2 separate regions of the Hordeum vulgare genome follow, and region 1 is linked to region 2. A link is a contact called in public Hi-C data. All regions are on one chromosome and are shown on one strand. Each heading gives the region's core, a stretch centred on a gene start, on an enhancer-like site or on the middle of the called end of the contact. The rest is flanking DNA. Distances are from core to core; before and after follow the strand shown.

Region 1 (3,597 bases), core at 964-3,463, 430 kb after region 2:
GGCGGAGCCGCGGTGGATCTCCCCGCCGACCATCTCCGAGCCGCGCCGGAAGCCTCCTACAACGCTGTTCCTCGCAAGCGCCTCGGTAACATCATCGTGCAGGGAGGCGGCCCGTTCCCACCGCCATCGTTGCCGCCACCAAGGGGGTCGGTCGCCCTAAAGCTCGCCCTTCTGCTCGGTATAGGGACGCCGGTAATATTGGCGAAACCGAGGCGATGGAGGCAGCGAAGAAGAAGGTCTTGCTCAAACGCAAGCGGGCGCCTCCGACCAACAAGGCCCCGGCGAGTTCTACGCCTGCCACCGCCGCCATCCCACCGGTGTTCGACGGAATGCCCAAAAGGTACGTCCGACCAATTGTGTCTTCTTCTTCGCCGCCGTTGGGGGTTTTCGCTCAAGAGTTCGTCGTCTCTTTTCTAGGTCCGAGTACGCGGCTATCCTCGAGGAAAACGCGGTGAACATTGAGGATGCGCCGCTTGGGGAATATGGATACAACGACATGGACGACGGGGTACACGGTGGCGGCGAAGAAGAGGAGGAGGAGGAGCTACAGGAGATTGGAGGGGAGGTCTTCGAGGCATCGCAATCCACGACAGGGTATAGCAAGAGGAAGAAGGCTGTGTCACTCGATGCCATCCACGGCACCGACCAAACCGGGAAGAGGTATTGGCAAAGGATAGAAGACAAGTTCTTCTGGTTGATGCCAAACAATGTCGGCAAAACACCACGCACATATAGATCACTCCAATGTCATTGGGATGTGATCAAGCCGACGGTTAGCCGGTGGTGTGGATGTTTGGAGCAAGTCTACAATGCTCCTTCAAGTGGAACCAATTAAGCTGATTGGGTGAGTGTTTTATCAGCAACCATCATATTGTTTGCAAATGATAGTGCTTTAACATAGTTCCTTTGGTTGTAGGAGAAAATTGCAGCCGGAAGGTATAGAGACATGCCGGCATCCAAGGAGAAAACCCTTTGCATTTGAGCATTGTTGGGTGATGTTTAGTGAGAAATGGAAGGTGAGGGACAAAGAAGCACTGTCGAAGAAAGGTGCCTTCACCTTGTTGGATGATGAGGATGATGATGAAGAAGAGAGGAACAAGGGTAGGCCGGATGGCACCAAGAAGGCCAAGGACAATATGAGGAAGGATTCGGAGGCATCAAGTTTGAGAGAGAAGATAGACCATATTGTGAAGTCAAATGAGTTGATGGTCACCATGACTATTGAAGCAAAAAAAAGAGTTGGCAATGAAGAGGTCTCAAGAGAAAGAGGAGAAGTGGCATCAAATCAAGGAGAGCAAGTTGCGGAAGGTGGCCATTGAGGACAAAAGAGCCCAAGCCGAGGAAACCAAAGCTCTCGCCAAGCTCATTGCCGAGGAGAACAAGATCATGACCATGAACCGCAATGAGATGGATGAGATAACCTTGGAGTGGCATGATTTGATGAGAAAGGAGATCTTGGAGCGAAGGAGGACGGCCCCATCGGTGTTGTTGGTGGTGGTGGTGCTTGATGGTTCTTCATCATGGTTTTTCCACTTTAATGTGGTTCTTTTGATGCAAAAACGATCTATTGGGTTGTTTGGATGCTTAAAACTATATTATTTGCTATTTGTATGTAAGAACTATGTTGAATTTTTTAAATTTTCATATTCATTGCCGAAATTTCTTTTTATTTATGCAATTATGTTTTTACGGTTTATAGGTTCACTTTTGGCTGCGGTAGAATAGACATCGCATTGCCGAACTGTAAAACAGAATGGACCGATAAACCGGTTCTTCATGCCCCGCATCACGGGTTTGCAGGCTGACGGAATGCGGTGTCTCCTATGAAACCGAGTCAATAGATGGTAGGTATACAAGTGCGCCTAGTGCGACAACACCTCAAAAATTGGGTGCGTATGTGCCTACTTAGTCTTCATTTGGTACCATCAATCAGCGATTGACATGACACTGGTCTACTGGTACGCATTGGCGGCCACTAATTTGCCACTCACGCCGACGTGTCAAACGGTGGCATGCACCCTTTCCAAATCAGTGAAGAAAAGAGAAACGGAAGAAACATCTATTGCCTTCAAAATTATACGTGTGACGACTCTAGGGACAAGGTTGGTGCTGGTGTGGTGTCACTTGCGATAAGATCGGGATTAGCGGCAGTACAGATGGGAAGGCGGAACGTCCGTCCGTCCTTGGATCTGTATCTTTTGAGCCGTCAGCGTCAGCCGTAGCCTTTCTTCTGTATCTTTGGCAAACGTCCTTGTCTTACGTGACCTGGAGCTGGGACCTGGAAAGTCGAAAGTGGAAACCCAAGGGGGAAAAGATAGGGCGGCATTGAACACCTTTTGGGCCTAAATCAAGACGGTTGCTAGTTTAAGCCTGCTGCGAGCTACTTACCCCCTTTGGGCCGTTGGGCACCGCACCAAACTTTGTTCTTTCACTAACCTTGGTGCTTTCGCCAGTCTAGCCCCAATGGGTGTGTTTTTTCTTCTTCTTCTTGCGAGATGTTCATGTTAAATTCCACGTGCCTCCACCACTTCTGTCCCTTTGTATGCCATTCCTAGAGGCTCAGCTGGAGGATATGCTAGTATCATGTTCTTATGAAACCCTCATATATATACATGCTGCATAGGGAGTGTTGATTATTTGTAAAGCTTGACAATGGCTCTCCTTGACTGAGGTTTGTAAGGCGATTTCAGTTTTGCAGATTTTAATTCTTTTCAGGAGCGGAACACTTTTTTTGTTGTTGGAGGGGGGCAGTTTTTTTGCTGGAGCCTTTTTCAGTGACAATTGAGGCTTCGAGCTGGCATTGTGAAGTGGCAAATAGCGACAAACTATAATGTTTCTTTGGCCAGTTTTTAGTGTTTTCTTATTCCATGTTCCCTTGTCCTTTTATAGTTTATGTACGTTGTTTATTTAGATTTACGGTGCTCTTTTTCTTTTCTTTTTCTATGTTTCTTCTTCTTCTTCTTTTTTAGTGTTTTATATTTGTTGGTGTCATTTCCCCCTTTCTTTGTTTGCATGAAATACACTGACATTTTTTAAGTGCGCGAACATAAATCTAGTTATGCCTGAATCAAAAAAAAGTTAATCCAGATACAAGGCTCAAATTTTGTGTTTGATTTTTTTTTCTTTGCAGATTTCATATTCAATTTTTTAGAATAGAAATATTGAGATTATTTTAATTTTTTTATTCAGTTAACCATCGTAGCAACTTCTGATAGACCCATGTAGCAACATTTAGTCGCGTAAAATCTATTCTAGGCATGAATCAAGCTATGATTAGATTAGATGGTTAGAAAGACAGTGGTAACTTCAGCCCACCATGGTTCAAGTCTTGTACTTGATAATGGTGCTCGTCTTTTTCTTAATTTATTTCAGCCTTTTCGACGATGTTCGTGCTTTGGGGAAGACGTTTTCGTTGATGTTTGAGGTGATTTCGTCAATCTTAAGATGCTATGTTGGCTTGGTCTTTTGGAGGTGTTCATATGGATAAGTTATGTGTGTGCGTTTATAGAGGTGATTATATGCTCGTTTATGTGAGCAGCTTCAATTGTAGTGGTAAAGAAAACTATTCTAGACTCCATGATCTTTTACGGTTGAAAA
Region 2 (3,607 bases), core at 81-2,580:
TACATCTATTTTCAAATTATTTGGAGGTAGGGCAACCAATTACGCATGCCAGCATGTGCCGGAAGTTGTGCCCCGTCCAGATAGGCGGCACGCCTCACGGTTGTGGCGGAACGGCACGACGTCATCGTCGTACCGATGGTTAAACAGGTCCTGCTGTTGTTCGACGAGGATGCCCAACTAGTACGTGTTGTTGGTCGCTTACTCCGGTGGCATCCTCACATCCGACGGCATGTATGCTTAGAACGCGGTAATGGCCCATCGCATGGCGGGCGTGCCGACGTCGCGAATTTGCGCCACCGACACGCCTGCAAGGCGTAGGTTCTAGCCCTTCGCCAACCGCATGTCTGATGATGCCATGAGGCGGAACCACACCAGCTCCTTCGCGCCCGCGACGAACAGGCTGCAGGAGGGCCAGCTGCTATTATCAGTCTCGCGGTCGTGACACGACATCGCAGCGGTGGTGGAGGTGGAACCGACTGACTCTTTGGAAGGGAGGCGTCGAACGATTGTGAAGGTGGACAACGCGGCGAGTTGTGTGCGACAACGGGATGTGTGTGAAAAAGGGGACTTAAACTAGAGAGAGGGCGGGGAGGTTGGTGACCGCGGGTGGCTGGTCCATTTTTCAAACTCGGGAATATGTTTGGAAATTAGTGAAAAAATTTCGAACTCACTTAATATTTTACCTGAAATTCATGAACATTATTTGAATTCCCAAGTATTTGCAAAATATCAATTTTTTTGAATTCGTGAACATTTTTGGTATTTGAAATTTCCAAAAATCTTGAAAAAATATATTAATTTTCATTTTGAAAACATTTTTTAAATTGTCAAACGTTTATTAGAATTGCTAATGTTTTTGGAATATTTTAGATTTCTTGAATTCAGAACATTCAAGTTCGTGAACATTTTTAATATTCACGAACATTTATGGACTCAGAAACATTTTTATAAATAAGCAAACATTTTGTGATTTCCAGAATATTTTTTGGATTCAGACACATTTGATTTCAAATTCATTGACATTTTAAGATTATGCAAGCATTTTTTTCAAATTCACAATCTGTTTTGAAATTTGGAACATAAAATCCCGAAATAATTTGAAAGAAGGAAAAGAAAAGGAAATGGAAAACGAAATGAGGCGTCCCGCCCTAAACATGGGCTGGGCCAAACATTCATGCTGGTAAGCACAGGATGCGCGTTTCCTACCGAGTGCTCCTCTTCAGCTCGTTGTGTGCAAGTTGGCGCGGAATTACCGGAAAATTCTATTTAGCGCCACAGGCGTTCGTTATAGTGCAACGCGTGCAGCGCCCCGCGCTGGGCCGACCTGAACATGGGCTGGCCCAAACATTCATGCTCGTAAGCGTGGGATGCGCGTTTCCTACCGAGTGCTCCACTTCAGCTCCTTGTGCGTCAGTTGGCGCAAAATTCCTAGGAAATTCTATTTGGCGCCACATGCATTTATTACAGTGTAATTTTGCTAACGGACACGTGCAGCGCCCCGCGCTGAGCCATCCTGAACATGGGCTAGCCCAAACATCCATGCTGGTAAGCGCAGGATGCGCTTTCCCTACCGAGTGCTCCACTTCAGCTCCTTGTGCGCCAGTTGGTGCGGAATTCCCGGGAAATCCTATTTGGCGCCACAAGCGTCCGTTACAGTGCAATTATGCCAACGGGCGACTGTAGCGCCCCGCGTTGGACCGACCCATCTTCTTTCTTTCTGTTTTGATGAGAAACAAAGGACTAGCGCACGACGAATCGAACTCCCAATCTCCACCTCGGGTTAACACGCAGTAACCACTGCACCCGACTTGATTACTAATTTTCTTTTGCTCTTTTCTTATTTCCTTTTTTGGTTTTTGTTTTTTCTTCTGTTTTTCGCTTTTTGCCTCTCTTTTTTCGTTTTCGGTTTTCCTTTTTTTTCTTCCTTGCTCGATGATTCTTTTTATAGTTCGTGAACTTTTTCTTCAAGTGGATGAATTGTTTTTCAAATTCGCTGACCTTTTGTCAAAATTGATGAACTTTTTTCAAAATCGAATGAACATTTTTTTTTTCTGAAATTCAATGATTTGTTTTAATTTCGTGAACTTTTTTTAATTTTGATGAACTTTAATCAAATTGGATGGACTTTTTTAAAATTTCGATGAACTTTTCTCAAATTTGATGAACTTTTTTCGAAATTAATGAAATATTTTTTAATTCGATGAAGTTTTTTCAAATTATATGAACTTTTTAAAAAATCCGATGAACTTTTTGCAAATTCAATGAAATTTTTATGAAAACCGATTAGCTTTTTTCAAATTTGATGAACTTTTGTCAAAATCACTGAACTTTTTGTAAAAAATAATGAACCTTTATCAATTGCGATAAACATTTTTCAAATTTGATTTATTTTTAAATCTATTAACATTTTTTTCCGTTTGAAGAACTTTTTTTTGCTAAATCAGTGTATTTTATTTTAAAAAAATCAATGAACGTTTTCAGGGTCTACAGGGGCGCCAGATCTGTTTGATGGGCCCACCCAACACAGGCGGATGCAGGAGCTAGCAGGGCAAACAGGTGCCTGCAACGCCGTATAGAAGGTTCCCCTAAACTCCGCTTACCGGCCACCTCCTGATGACGTACATGCGACGCTAGCCACCCCGACTGAATCGTGGACATGAAGAAATAAAAACGCGAAATGTAAAAAGAACTAACAGCGACGACGAAACTTAAAACTAGTTCCCAAAAACTTATGTTTTTTTTTTCCCGGTTTTCATCTCTATCTTATTCTGTTGTTTTTTTCTATGTTTTTCTTCCCGATTTTTATATTAATTCCCTTTTTCTTTTTATGCTTTTAAAAAAGTACAAATATTGGTTAGTATTTTCAAAAATGTTCTTGTTGTCAAAATTTCTTCATGTTTTTGAAATAATGTTCATACTAAAAAAAAATTATAATATAAAGATGTTCCTGTTTTCAAATTTTGAAAAGGCTGGAGAACAAAAAATTTTAAAAAAGTTCCAAATTTGTTCTCGATTTAAGAAAAAATGGAAAATATTTAAAAACTTGTTCGCTCTTCCAAATTTGTTCACATTTTTTCAAAATTGTTCTCAAGATTCAATGTTCATGCTTTAAAATTGTGTTCCAGCTTTCAAATTTGATCTCAATTTTAAAAAATAATTTGCACTTTCAAATTTGTTCGGCTTTTTTAGAATTGTTCTCTGTTTCAAAATTTTGTTCTCAAGATTCAAAAAATGTTCGTGTTCTAAAAAAGGGTTTGCGCATCCAAATTTGTCCGGGTTTTTTCAAAATTGTTCTCCGTTTCAATATTTTGTTCTCAAAATTTTAAAAAATGTCCGTGCTTTCAAAAATTGTTCACACTATCAAATTTGTTCAGGATTTTACAAAATTGTTCTTGGTTTCAAAATTTATTCTCAAGATTCAAAAAATGTTCGTGTTTTGGAAATTTGTTCCGCTTTCAAATTTGTTCGAGTTTTTTCAAAATTGTTCTCCTTTTCAAAAATTTGTTCTCAGGATTCAAAAAATATTCGTGGTTTAGAAAATTGTTCGTGTTTCCAAATTTGTTCAGGATTTTTTAAAATTATTCTCGGTTTCAAAATTTGTTTTCAA

Evidence for each region. Hi-C and Micro-C count contacts between places; a contact is called where the count stands out from the background.
Region 1: a contact with region 2 is called in a Hi-C map of seedling, with 5 times the contacts expected there. The contact joins two enhancer-like sites. A contact is called at or near these places in 2 of 6 Hi-C or Micro-C datasets (leaf and seedling).

Annotation. Positions count from the first base shown.
Region 1 is chr5H:67,953,743-67,957,339 of MorexV3_pseudomolecules_assembly, forward strand. No RefSeq gene overlaps it. Among protein-coding and RNA genes, the nearest start is that of LOC123396527, 120 kb to the right of the region's middle. Within about 2 kb of position 2,214, at least 3 of the 3 cell types and tissues checked have open chromatin away from gene starts, as enhancers often do. A contact at or near this core is called in leaf and seedling, where this site is marked.
Region 2 is chr5H:67,521,176-67,524,782 of MorexV3_pseudomolecules_assembly, forward strand. No RefSeq gene overlaps it. Among protein-coding and RNA genes, the nearest start is that of LOC123397588, 92 kb to the right of the region's middle. Within about 2 kb of position 1,331, at least 3 of the 3 cell types and tissues checked have open chromatin away from gene starts, as enhancers often do. A contact at or near this core is called in leaf and seedling, where this site is marked.